2 separate regions of the Ovis aries genome follow, and region 2 is linked to region 1. The links are chromatin contacts, called in public Hi-C maps. All regions are on one chromosome and are shown on one strand. The core of a region is the stretch at or near the end of the contact, and the rest is flanking DNA. Distances in the headings are between cores, read along the strand shown.

The links. Hi-C and Micro-C count contacts between places; a contact is called where the count stands out from the background.
Region 2: a Hi-C map of hypothalamus shows a contact between it and region 1, with 5 times the contacts expected there. The contact joins the promoter of IGFBP3 here to the enhancer-like site in region 1. A contact is called at or near these places in 3 of 16 Hi-C or Micro-C datasets (hypothalamus, skin fibroblasts and tail adipose tissue).

What each region holds. Positions count from the first base shown.
Region 1 is chr4:77,414,691-77,418,123 of ARS-UI_Ramb_v3.0, reverse strand. No RefSeq gene overlaps it. Among named protein-coding and RNA genes, the nearest start is that of IGFBP3, 360 kb to the left of the region's middle. Within about 2 kb of position 1,798, at least 3 of the 54 cell types and tissues checked have an H3K27ac peak or open chromatin away from gene starts, as enhancers often do.
Region 2 is chr4:77,776,506-77,779,938 of ARS-UI_Ramb_v3.0, reverse strand. It overlaps IGFBP3 (insulin like growth factor binding protein 3), which reads right to left and starts at 1,743. Exons shown (of 4, transcript NM_001159276.1): 1 at 1,332-1,743. The coding sequence starts at 1,740.

The sequences.
Region 1 (3,433 bases), core at 549-3,048:
AACTCATGAGAGGGGCTTGTTTTGAAATTACTGGTCTAGATGACCACTTGAGTTCTGTATAACTCTAGGAGTCTGCTAAATATGTGCACAAGAGGTGATTTCCGCACAGTATCTCCCATTTGTTAAATATTTACAAATACATATCTTGAGTGGGAAAAAGAATGTACTCAACCTCTTCTGTGTTTCTGTGAGCCCTCTGCAAGTCTCAACAAAGCTACAAGTAATGATTGTATTGACTGATAAATATCATATCAGAACCAGCAAAGTCTCTCCACCCTGTGAGCTATGATTCTGAGTATGGTGATAAATTACTCAGAAACACACCATGAGGTGTAGCAGTCCTGGGGATTTTCGTTTTCCCCAGAAACACCAAGAACAGGTGAAATAGTAGGGTGATTCAGCATGAAATCACAATGACTGATGTCATTCCCTCCAACTTCTGAGGAGTTTCTCTAAATTATTCATACCTCTTGGTATACTCAATTTCCTTTTCAGGAGACACGCCCGTTCCAGTGTTCCTTCTTTTCTGTTTCTGTTTTAATGTTCAAAATCCTTCTTAGGACTATTTCAGTGGGATTGATAGTAAAGATGATCATATTTCTTGATGTCTCAGGGTAGGACTTATAGAATAGGCTGATGGGAAAGAAATTATCCTGTAGATGTGTGAGTTTTAGAAAGATCCTTCCTTTAGGATATGAGGAGAAAAAAAATTACCATAGATGACAAACACTAAATTAATAGAGTGCTATGGGAAAAGAAGGGCTGGATAATTACTTTTGCCTGGGGAATATGAAGGCGTGAAGATCTGGGACATTTATAGAATGGAGATGGAACTGGATTTGATTATGGAGGAATATATATATACATATATTGCAGACATATTTGGGGGATAAAGGGCATTGCAGGAATTGGTGAAGAACTGAAATAAACTGAAAGGCTCTTGGTAAAATTGAGGTCTCAGCAACTCGAGAATGAGGTTCCCAGAGGTCAGTGTTTTAAGCAGATTTGCAAGGTGGCCCTGAAGTCTCCACCTTCTGGAACTGGTGCCAATGTGTAATGTTCTCCGTTTTATGGGTACTGGACAAAATGACTTGCTTCTAACCAGAGAAATATGGGAAAGTTTTGGGGTGCAGCTTCATGATTAGGTTGTAAAAGACTATGGCTTCCCCCTTCTTCATCACTTTTTAGTCTCTAAATTGCCTTCTTGGTTTTTTGCTTTGATGAAGCAAGCTGACACGTTGGAGGGACACAGATGGCAAAGAACTGAGGGCAACATCTGGACAGGAGCCACAACAGAGGTGAATCTGTCCAACAAACACGTGAACTCGGAGGCACTTTCTTCCCCAGTAGAGCTTTCAGATGACTATAGCTCAGCCAACACTTTAAGGCATCCTGAGACAGACCTTGAACCTAGGGTGCCCAGGACCGAAGGGAATGTCTGGGATTTTTATTTTTACCACTGGAAGCATCCCAAGAAAACCATCCCAGAGTGCCCTGAACTGAGAGGTTTCTCAGAATTTTCAGGGTTAAAACAGGGGAAAATCCCAAGCAAATTCAGGTAAGTTGTTCTTTCTATGAGGAGACGCAGGAAGCTGTCTATGGATTCCTGATCCATAAATGTTATGTGATACTCATGCATGCTGTTTGAAGCTGCTGACTTTTAGGATGGCTTGTTACCAAGCAATAGATAAGGAAGTGAAAAGGGATCAGGCTGAATTCAGGGAAGAGATTAGAGATGCAAAGTTTTGTTTTTTGTGGCAGAGCAGGGAGTTTAGATTGCTCCATGGGCAATGGAGTGTGATTATGACTACTGAGCAGAAAAATGCCATGCTTGAGTCATGCTGTGTAAAGCTCTCTCTGGTAGCAAGGTGGTATGAGTTTCATTCAATAAGAATTGTAATATAAAATTTAAAATAATACATACACTGAGTACTTAATAAGTGCTAGGCCATGAACTCTGTCAGTAAAACATTCCATCTTTCTCAAAGGTCCATGTTTTTAAATTCCCATTCCAGGAAAGGGTCACAGACATGAAGGAACATGTTTTTGGTCACCTAGGCAATAAATGAGAGTCAAGATTGGGATCTTAGTCTATGAACACCGAGGAGAGTGTCAGCAGAGTCAGAGTTTAGCATGGATGACATTTTCAGGTGTTGAGCGTGGATCAAGTTTTCAAGTAGCATGAATGTCCTACTCGTAGAGATAGCAATGGATAATGATATCCATCTTCATCATTTGCTAAAGTTTGAAAGTGTTTATGTCTTCTTTTAAGAAAAAAACAAAACTGTATTGTTTGCCAAACTGAATGCAAAACTCGTATGTCTGAATGCCTGTCCCAGAGGGTCACCATGTGGCTGTTTGTGCCGGTTCCTAGTTGGGGGTCTAACTAGGATATGGGTGGGCTTGGAGGATTTTTCCAGGAGCACAAACACTGTTGTGGGTGAAGAGAACAAATACCAGTAAGAGAGACAACAGCATTAATGTGGTCAAGCTGCAGTTAACTTAATCAGTGGGAAAGAGGAGAATGATAAAGCCTACAAATTTGTAAGTGAGACTGAGAAATAAAATTGGTTCCCAGGGGCTTTCAGTATTTATATGAATTGCTAATGTGCAAATAAATACAAAAACCCTGGGAAGCTTAGGGAAATATGGATGTTTAAAATGGCCCCTTCAGAGAAGACTTAAAAAAAAAAAACTGGAACAGCTCTGCTCCACCAAGGGATGTCAAGGTCACTGGAGGAAATGGGCAGAAGGGACTCCAACACAATAAAGACCTGGCCCTGACACCTCCTTGTCCATCCTTGCAGGCCTAGGACTCTTTAAGCTGAGACAACCAGGCAGCCAGGGCAGCAACCAGAGGGATCCAATGCAAGTGGCCTAGATGGTGGCTTCTTTGTCCCCATAGGATTGAAACTGGGGGGCTACAGCAAACACTAGCACAAAGGATGCCACAAAATACTGAAATCAGCCCACATGTCCTCTGACTAGTGAATGGTCAAACAAATGGGTGCATTCATTCTACGGAATCCTGCCATTTGCCACACAAACAGGGTGTCAGGTCTGCCCTGAGTCACTCTCTCTATTTGTAAGTGACAGCACAAAACTTAGAAAGGGCTTGTTTTGATCACTCCTTCCTTTCATAAGTTATTTCCGACCAACAAATTTTCTTGCTTGTTATTTCGCTTCCCACAAAATTAGCTAGTGTGATCACTGTTGGTTTTATTGATAGTCAATACTTGAATAAACTACTGAAATATTTATATACTTTTTTGGTCTATAAGTACTTCTAGAATAGTAAACAAAGATAGGGTGAAGACATTATAGAATAAAATGAAAAAGTTTAAAACAAATATCCTTAGATTCCGGTGAAGAAATAAGAGGAACTAGTAGAGACAGAGTTCAGAGAGGGAAGAATGAGAGTTTTCCTAAAGTG
Region 2 (3,433 bases), core at 494-2,993, 360 kb before region 1:
GAATATATTTGCATTTCTTTTTCAAGAACTCTTGAGTAATTTCTTTTGGTTTCTTTCTAAGGCCTGCTGACAAGCACAAAAAGAAACCCCTTCCATTTAAGCCACAGATAATTGTCTTAAACTTTTGACTGTGACTTAAATTTACTTCTCCCCGCTCAAGTGAATTTGAGAAGTCACTTAGATCTTTTTGTAATTTTATAATAAACTACATCAACCTATACTGTGGAGATCCTATGACAGTAATCATAATGCCTATTAAAGTCTGGCCCCAAACGATAATATCTGTAACAACTTCTAAGATCACTTTTTGAATTTCCAAAAATGCACAGTAACAGTGAAGTACTCACACAGCAAATGACCCAACTGCCCTGTCAAACACATCCAGGAATTCTAACAGTCTACTATAGCCGGTATATGTTTTAGGCAGTTGTAATTTTACCTTTTTCACTGGTTTTGGAAAGAAAATAGCCTCACCTGGGAGAGGAAACCTGCACGGAGGGAAATTAGAAGGGGACTTCCATCCTTCCAGCCACGGATGTTGGGGCGGGCGGAGGCTAGCCTACTGTGCTTTGTCCAGCTGGAGGTTGGAGGTGGGGGCTTTTTCTCCTAGCCTTCAGCGATGTGGAAACTTCTTCACTCACAGGACTGAGGCTGGCTAAGCATGCTTCAAAGTTAGAGGAACACCTGCCACCTTCAGAGTCACTTTTTTCTGAACGTCAGGTTGTCCGACTGCAGAAGATATACCCGGTTCCCACCTCCCTGGTTTTGGGACACCCCTGGACGGGACACTGCTTTGCAAACTGTGGTCTGTGCATATCTCAGTACTTTTAAAGCCAGGTACCATTTCCTAGAACGTGCCTGCCCACATTCCCGGTCCAAATGCACCCGGTCCCGTCCCCTGCGCCTCTAGGTCCGCAAGAATCGTCTGCGCGGACACATTCGTTCTTAGTTCGTGGGAAACCCAAGTCCGAATTGTGCCAAACAGTACACGCCCACATTTCCGCGCGGCTCCTGCATGAATGGCCGGAGAATCTCCTCCGTCCAGGGCCTCTCCATTGACCACTAACCTCCAAATCTGCTCCCTCCCTCCCCAGGGAATCTATAATCCGTTTTCGCGGGAAGAGTTTTACAATTTACAAGAACGCGCAACTCAAAGAACGAAGAGAGAAGAAGGCCGGTCGGGGAGGGTATCTCCGGCAAGCGCCCTCGCGTCTTGAGGCTTCAGCTTTCCCATGTACAACCCTTGGGGCGGGAAGAGCTACGAAGGAGCACCACCTCTGACCTTGGCCCAGGGGTGCGCTTCGGCAGCGCATCTGGCGCGGGCAGCTCACCTGGCGCGGGTGGCGCGGGCAGCAGGTAGGGGCTCAGGCGGCCGACGGCGCTGGCGTTGGCGCAGAGCCCGCGGCCGTCCAACAACGCGTGTAGCGGGCGCGGATCGCCAGGCGGCGGCTGGCAGCGGAGGCCGGAGCCACAGCGCTCGGTGTAGACGCCGCAAGGCTGACCCTCGCGCAGCGCGCAAGTGAGACAGCAACCGCAGCCCGGCTCGCGCACCAGCTCGGCGCACGGGGGCGACGGGGGCGGCGGCGCGCACTGGGCAACGGCACGCGCGTCGCACGGCTCGCAGCGCACCACCGGGCCGGCGCCCACCGTGCCCGCCCCAGCTCGTGCCGCCGGCGGTCCACGGAGCAACGCCAGCGCGGTCAGAGCCGCAGCCCAGAGCGCGGGGCGTGCCCGCAGCATGGCGCCCGCCGCGGGGGCCGGATGCTCGTCCGGCCGCGGGGCGCGGGGACTGGGCGGCAGCGAGCTGAGCGACGCTGTAGGAGCGGGGCTGGCAAGGGCTGGCCCTCAGCGTGGAATAGCTGCCGCGCTCGCATCTGGGCGGTCCGGGGAGCGCCGGCCGCTATATAGGAGCCGGGCGGCCGAGGACACGCCCCGGAACGGCGCGCCGGCTGCGGGGAGGGGAGCGGGGGCGGGCCGGCGCAGACCCGGCTCCGCAGACCCGCGCCAAGCCTTGTGTTGCAGGGTCAAGGGCGGGGGCGCATAGCCCGCGGCCGCAGCGGCAGGCACCTGTTTCGCTACCGCAAGCTCGGTGCCCCCCCCCCCCTCCCGACAATCCCTCCATTCCCGGAAACCTGGCAGCCCCACCAGTCTGCAGTCCCAGGTGCCTCCGGCCACCCAGGAGTCTTGGTCACCCCGGGATCTCTGGCGCCCCAGGCCACGCCAGCGACTCTGACCTGGGCCACTCCCTTGCAGCCGCCCTTCCCTCTCTGTGTCCCAGGTTGAGGTCACTCCGCGTCGAAATGGTGTCAAGGAAACTGGTGAGCGCAGCTTCTCACCGTGTGTACTTTGCAAAGCTTTGAAAATTTTAATTCCTCGGGTCGGGGGGTGGAGGATGAATTTCTGAATGAGGATTCCCGATTCGCATCTAAGTCTCAGGGAGCCAAGGACTTGGGGCTTTACCACATGCAGCCCGCTCCCCACAAATGCGCCTCTGCAGGTGCTCACGTGGTCTTCGCTCTTTCCAGATAAGACTTCTCAGTGCCTTGAGGGTTCGCACTTTCCGGGTGTCTGCAAGTCCCTGGTTACTAAAATGGACCGGCGGCAAATGGTTACTTAGAGGGTTTCTCAGAAATTTGACACGCTTGTCTTTGTTTTAGGTATTTTCCCTGATGAGGTTTTCAAATAGAGCTTATATTCACAACAAAAGAATATAAAAAAAACAATAAACCGAGCATTGCTGAAGTGTAATTAATAACTGAACAGTCCTTAAAATTGGTGATATTCACTGTCTTTTTTTTTCAGGCTAGTTTTTTTTTCAAGTTCCCAGCGGTGCGTTGAAATGGAGACTCTGGGAGTCTCGCTCGTCTGTGTAATCTGAACACCTCGCATTACACAGGGCGGGCGGGGGGCGGGCGGGGGGCGGGAGCGGCGGGGTGGTGAGCCGAAGGGCACAATTGCTCCCCGAAGTCTCCGCGAATCCGGTGGGCCAGCTCCGTGCGGGTCAATGGTGTCTGCCCTCCCCTTCCTTAGGTGACCAACAGAGGACGCCAGTGGTCCAGGATTAAATTGGGAATTATCAATACACTTTCAAGGTTCTTAAAAAGAGCCTGTGGATAAGCAGTGGCAACCCGCGATACCACCACGCAGCGGACTCTCCTGGACGCTGCGGAAAACAGATACTCCCCGGCTAGGAGGAGGTTAGGCGTCTAGGAGGAGCCTTTTGCAGTTTGCAGTAGAAACATCAAATAAGGACCTCCTTGCGTTCCCTCCTGTCCATAAAGGACAGGAGATAGGATGGGGCATATCTCTTTTCACTAACAGAATTCAGCTGGCCTGATTATGACTGGTGATCGCTGAGGTCAGCCTGGTTATCTTCACCTCATGACAGAAACCTCCCATCTCCTTCCTCCACTCTGGCCAGAGCTCTCCTCTT